Linked DNA regions of Rattus norvegicus: region 2 is linked to region 1. A link is a contact called in public Hi-C data. All regions are on one chromosome and are shown on one strand. Each heading gives the region's core, a stretch centred on a gene start, on an enhancer-like site or on the middle of the called end of the contact. The rest is flanking DNA. Distances are from core to core; before and after follow the strand shown.

Evidence for each region. Hi-C and Micro-C count contacts between places; a contact is called where the count stands out from the background.
Region 2: a contact with region 1 is called in a Hi-C map of liver, with 5 times the contacts expected there. The contact joins the promoter of Nubp1 here to the promoter of Clec16a in region 1. A contact is called at or near these places in 2 of 12 Hi-C or Micro-C datasets (both in liver).

The regions. Positions count from the first base shown.
Region 1 is chr10:5,628,870-5,632,220 of GRCr8, reverse strand. Clec16a (C-type lectin domain containing 16A) reads left to right here and starts at 1,602. Exons shown (of 23, transcript NM_001398551.1): 1 at 1,602-1,849. The coding sequence starts at 1,770.
Region 2 is chr10:5,776,065-5,779,343 of GRCr8, reverse strand. Nubp1 (NUBP iron-sulfur cluster assembly factor 1) reads left to right here and starts at 1,696. Exons shown (of 11, transcript NM_001009619.2): 1 at 1,696-1,752; 2 at 1,829-1,933. The coding sequence starts at 1,734. It overlaps LOC102553451 (a long non-coding RNA gene), which reads right to left and starts at 1,565. Exons shown (of 5, transcript XR_010055289.1): 1 at 1,427-1,565; 2 at 309-456.

The DNA.
Region 1 (3,351 bases), core at 353-2,852:
TGGCTACCCTGAAATTGGCTATAGACCAGGTTGTTCCAGAACTCATAGAGTTCCACTGCCTCTGTCTCCTGAATGCTGGGATTAAGGCCTATCCTCAACTCTTAAAAGGCCTTTAATCTATGGTCACACTTAGCTTTATAGGAACTGGACAAGGCAATGCCGCATGTTCTTTTTTCACAGATGTGGAAACCAAATCCCAGAGAAACAGATTCTTGAAGCTGCTGAGGCTGGGGCATTTTCTTTGGTGGTCAGAGCTGTTTCTGTCCTTTCATAATTTTTACATGAGAAACCATTAGCCTGATGCTGGCCTCCATTTCTCTAATTCTTGGAAGCAATGCAAGCCAAAATTTATTCACTCTATCAATATTCATTTAAGAACCTGCTATGTGAAAATCTTGTCCTGGGCCCTGGAGAGAACATTGGTCCCCGACTCAATTCTGTTCTTAGGACTGCCACAAGGATTAAATAGCTGTGAATGTAGAAATGAATAAATGAGTGGGTGTTAGGCACAGAGTCTTGCTTTCCACAGAGGTCCCCAGTTCCGATCCAGGAAAGAAATCCTCACATGGAGAGCTTGGAGTTCTCTTTCTTTCTTACTGAATTAGTCAGGAAGGGGCATGGATTTTGGATGGCAACCGGAGGAAACCTCTGAAAGTCCATTGTGGTTAGTTTCACATTGGCGTTTACATTAATGCTTGCATCCTTACAAAATGTTTTAAGACTAAAGTGCAAAAGAAAAAGGTTTTAAGGATAAACAGGGATGTTACTGGTTGGTCTTGTCGACAAAAGCAAATAAGGGTACCTAGGCTTGAATCCTGCCTCTGTCACGTGTTAAGTGCCTGACTTCTCTGTGACTCAGTCTCCTGGATTGTAAAATAAGGTTAATAGCAGCATCTACTTCATAGGGTTGTAAGAATTAAATAATAAATCACTTAGGATAGTGACAAATGATATGTACCACTCAATGCTTTTTTTTATTTTTAATTCTTATTATTGAGATATTGAAGGTTGAATCCGTCACACATAAACACATTCCCAGCCCTTTGAAATTTTTAAAGAGTTAGGCCCATCAAAATGGCTCAGCTGTTAAGCAAAGATACTGCCAAGACTGAGGATCTGACTTCGATTTTCAGAACCCAAATGGTAGAAGGTGAGAGCCTTCTTTCCAAAGTTATACTGACTCTACAAGTGCGCGCGCGCGCGCGCGCGCGCGCACACACACACACACACACACACACACACACACACACACACACACACACGTAATATTTTTTAAGAGAACTAAACCTCGCCAAATTGCCAAGGATGGTCTCCAATTTTAGCTGGGGTTTCAAGACACTCTTTTTCTTTTCTAATCACAAAACTAACATCAATAAGGTCAGAAAGTCATACTCCAATTTCAGCAAACCGTCCCCGCCCACCCTGACAGTGACCCGCCTTCTCCCTTCTTCTTGTCCCGCCTCCTCTCGACGGTCGCGCGAAACATGCCGGTCCTTGTAGTCCATTCGCAGAGTCCTGTCGTCAAGAGCCTCGCTCAAGAACTTCATTTCCCAGTGTTCCTCGCGGCGGCGGCCGTAAAGCGCGGCGGCCGAACGGCCGGTTCCGGCTGAATGTCAGTGCGGGGCTGTGGGCTGGGGATCAAGGTGCTTGGCGGTCTCTCCACCGCCCCCGCCGCTGCCGGCTGGGCTTGAGATGTCGCCACGAGCACCGGGCCGCTGAGCGGATCGGACATGAAACCGTGAGGCAGGCGACGGGGCTGGTCTGCGGACATGTTTGGCCGCTCACGGAGCTGGGTGGGCGGGGGCCACGGCAAGTCCTCCCGCAACATCCACTCCTTGGACCACCTGAAGTGAGTGTGCGGGGCGCGCGGCGGGGAGGCCGCGGGACCTGGCGCGGACGCCCAGACGCGGGCTTGACTTGCGGGGCGCGGAGGTGTGAGGAGGACTGGGGCGCCGCGGGAGGGTAGTATGTTGGTTATCCGCAAGGCTTTGGAGTCAGGGCACCTGGCTTCGAACCCTGACCCTGTCGTTTCTGGCCCTGTGACCTTGGACACGTCGCGTGATTTTTCAGTCTTTAGAAACCTAACCTGAAAAGGAAGGGCATCTTTGAGTTTTCGGTTTGTGGACTGGAGTTATCTTGATAGGGGACGGACAGTGGCCACTGGGCTTCTTGGGGTGGCACTTCTTGGGCTGCATAGTTTAGAGGCCAGAGGCCCGGGTATCGGCCAGATCTGGATTCGAATTTAGTTAACATTTAGGCTTTCGTTTCCTTCACTGTAAAATGAACAGAGTGACAGTACTACTTTTTGTAGTTATTTTTAGGATTGGTTGGATAAGAGAATGAACAAAACGCACAGAACATGTACAAGTACTCTAAAAAGAACAGTGATTAAAAGAACACAAGTATTTTCAGAAGGAAATCTAAAGGGATAGTCAGCAGTAGCACTTTGAGAGAGGGCAGGAGGCTTACAGAGTCCTGGGAACGCAGGAAAGTACACAGAAGAGGCTAGTTTTGGAGTTAGACCTGTGTTCAAATCCTGACTCAGCCACTTAATGACTGTGTAGCTTTGGTCATATTTTATCTCTCTGTCCTTCCAGTTTGCCATTACCAGCTGGGAACTAGGAACCGTACAAGAATTGGGTGATGTTGAGTGCGCCAAGTGATTGATCCAGTATCACTGTGCAGCAGCATCACTAACATAGGCATCGAAGCCTCCGCAGCCTGCTCCAAACCCTTTCTGTCTCTGAGTTCCGTTCCTTACACCCCTGCTGTCTTCTCTGGCTCTGCTTCTGTCCTTTTTAGTTTTTGTTAAACTCACACTTCCAAGACAGGAGAAGCTGCTTGGTTTCTTTGCAGTTGCATTTCCAGAGGATTGGAGGCAAAGAGAGAGTAGTAGAAGACAGAGACCTTAGAGAAAGGAGAGGCTCCAGGGAGAGAACTGGAGATGGAGGTGCCAAGGGGGTGAGGAGAACAGTTTTCAGAAGGGACCCCAGAAGCTTTGTCTAAGTACAGGGATGGAGATGAAGAATGGTGGGGTAAAAACAGAAAGGAAGACAGGGATCCGTAGAAAGGATTTCGGGCTAAAAATTAGATGGGACTTCCCCTTTGATGATGGGCTATAGAACCGCTTCAGTCATGGAGCAAGGATTTAGTAAATGTTTGTGAATTGCCTTGTGTGGAGAGGGAAGAGGTAGAGGGCAAGAATGGGGGTTGGTAGCAATTTAGAATTCTTAACTGGGATGGCAGATGGCCCGGAAAGGGAGTGGGGTGTGGATGAGTGGCTGAAGGATTTGAAGAATGTGTGGGCAGATTTGGCTGTGCAGGGGAGGGTGATTGTCCTGAGGGGCTGCG
Region 2 (3,279 bases), core at 447-2,946, 150 kb before region 1:
GTATTTATACATGTATATATAATATATAACATGTATTTATATATGTATATATAATATATGTTTAAATGTAATATGTAGCATATTTAATAATGTCGTGGGGTATTCATATGACATGAATGACAAGAGTTTAAGCCAATAGGAATATTTTGTCATTCAGAATCCCAGTGTAGCACTGAGCCTTTCTTAGAATGAGTTTTTAGGCACAAAGACCATGTTCTGGGTTGACCTACTTCAGTTAACAAGAACAATCAGTCAGAATCGGCACTACAGAAGCTAAAAAGCAAAGGTTAGAACATTTAGAGTCTTACCCAGAGCCATGGACTTTGGTGGAGTAAGTCTTTGTTTTCATTTTAGCAGGTGGTGCTGCTATGGGCAAGCTGAGTTTTACAGCCTGAATGGCACTCCATCATGGAGTCAGTTGTGCTAAGGTCTCGGGGCCGACTAAGGTTTGGAGCCCTGTTACAATAACAATAAAGGAGTCCATGAATTTGAAAAACAGCAAGGAGAGGTATATGGGAAGGAAAAGGAAGGGAGAATTATGTAATTATAATCTCAAAAGTGAAAAATCTTTAGAATCTTTCAATGAAAACAATAACAATCACCACCACCATCCTGTGCCAAAGTTGCATACAGCCATGCTCCCACGGCTGACTATGGACAGGATGTCTTCATGGTGTCTAAAACACTGCTCCACAGACACAGCCAGATTTTCAGAGAAATGGTAGCAGCAAGGACAGTGGGGACCTGGAGAAGTGAGAGAAAGCTAGGAAAAGCTCCCAGTGGGGACACAGGAGTGTGTTTGAAGAGGTTACATCAAACAAATCTGAGGGGAAAGCAACAAAACAAAGTATTATTCTCAAAAGCATAGCGATCTTAAGAGTGTTTGGGGCGCTTGTTGTTTTGTTTTTTAAGTCCAGGAGCTGGGAGTGGTGGTGCACATTGCAATCCCAGCGGCTGAAAGATGGAGGCAGGAGGATCAAATGAGACCTTTTACTTCTGGGGACCGAATTTACGGCTTTTCACTTGTTAGACAGGTACTCTACCACTGAGTTACGCCCATTTATAAAGTTTCACCTCTCCGCCAAGTATGGCAAGAAAATCATTAATTCAGGATCAGCCTGGGCAGAAGAGAGGAGAGAAGAGAGCAGGAGAAGTGTTTTATTGGTTGTCTTGTTTTGTTTCAGTGCTGGGAACTAAATATAGGCTCTCGTGCATGATAGATGAAGCACTCTCCCAACTGCGCCACAATCCCAGCCTGTTACAGAATATAAGGAAAGGCAGATTATTTGAAACTGAATAAATACTGACATGGATTGTACTTTTACTAGTAGTATTGCATCGTCACCGAGGTCATGGAGAATAACGTTCTTTGACGACAAAAGCTATACTTTAAAAACAAAACCCAAAACCGTATTACTGTGCATACGTGCATGGAGAATCTATCCTCTCTTTCCATCCATATGAGTTCTGGGATTTGAACGCAAGCTGGCTCAACAGCGCCTTTAATCGTTGGAGCCACTTCATCTGTTCAGATGCCATAAATGTTTAAGAGTCTCTCTCACTTTTAGCGGGAACAGACATAGGAGCCCCACCCACTGCACACACACGGGTTTGCGCGTGCGTAGTGCTGGTCGGGCGAGACAGTTCACGCGGCTAGAGTGTCAGATTGGACCCGCAAGGCGGAAGCACGCCCCTGAGATTCCGGTGAGCGCAGCCCGGGCAAGAGCTGCAGCATGGAGGGGGCGCCCCACGGTGAGCTAGCGCAGGAGGCGTGGGTGGTCCTGCTGGGACCGAGCCGCTCTGACCGTGTACCCTTGTCTCCGCGCAGGCTGCCCCGGGGCCGATAGCGCCCAGGCGGGCCGAGGAGCTTCTTGCCAGGGATGCCCCAACCAGAAGTTGTGCGCATCCGGAGCCGGCGCCGCACCGGACCCGGGTGAGGAAGCGGCGGGCTGGTCAGGAAGTGGAAGGGGCGGGACTCGAGGGGATGAATGACAGCGGGCAGTGGGCAATGGGCAGTATTTTCATTGGTTGAGAGGGTTTGGCGTTGAAGGCGGAGCTTAGAGAGCGAGAGGGAGGTTTTAAAAGTCAAATAGCTGGAGACCAGTGTTGGAAAGGAAGGTTCAGTCTTATCTGTGATAGACCGGGAACCGAGAGGGACATTAAAATAAGCTGGTGGCACAGGCTATCCCCCGCCAGAAATTCTAGGGGCAGAATCAGGAGGATGACTGCAAGTTAAAAGCTGGCCTGGGCTACAGGATGGCTGCAAGGTAGAAGCCAGGCTGGGCTACAGGATGAGACCCTTTATGAAAGAATGAGTGAATGAACGAACATTGGGTCGAATGTGTTGGCACATGCTTGTAATCTCAGCCCTTAAGACTTTTTTTTTTAAAAAGATTTATTTCATGTATATGGGTACACTGTCGCAGTCTTCAGACCAATCAAAAGAGGGCATCAGATGCCCATTCCACCTGGTTGTGACCCACCGTGTGGTTGCTGGGAATTGAACTCAGGACTTCTGGAAGAGCAATCAATGCTCTTAACCGCTGAACCATCATTCCAGCTCCCTTAAGACTTTTAGAAGAAGATCAGGAGTTCAAAGTCATTCTTCATTACATAGTGATTAGAGGCCAGTCTGGGCTTAGACGAGACCCTGTCTTCTTCTTCTTCTTTTTTTTTTTTTTTAAATCAGTAAATAGGACCTTAAAGAAGGATAGAATAGAAAAAAAGTGATGTGGGGCAGGTACAGGGCTCAACTGAAAACCACTGACCTCAGTATACACAAGGCCAAGCACAGAGGGCAAAATGAATAAATACTGAGGTCTTTCAGGCCTAAGTCCTGTCACATGTCCATCTCAGGTCACAGAGGCCCCATCTGTGGCAGAGAGAAGAATCCTTCTGTTAAGGAGTCTCTCAGCAGACATGAATATTCATGATCTCAGTGGAGAGACAGAAGGGAGACTGAGACCAAAGTGTGAGAGAAAGCAGACAACAGACATGTTAAACCCATCAGGGAGAAGCTATGAAGGGCCAGCTCCAGGGTGAGGAGGACTGAAAGCCTGCCTGGAAGGGTCTTGGGAAACAGGAAGCTGAGAGAAGGCTCTTGGAGGGATTCAGAGAGAGGCTGGGTTTGGTTGTTGGGTCACTTGCAGATTGACCTTGAGCAAGACTTCTGAATGCCCTCATCATGAAGAAAGTCACCCCCAGTGTAATTTGTAAGGATTTGAAACAAGATGAGACATTGGAAACACAGTGAATTGCTGGATGGTTACTTGCTGAGAG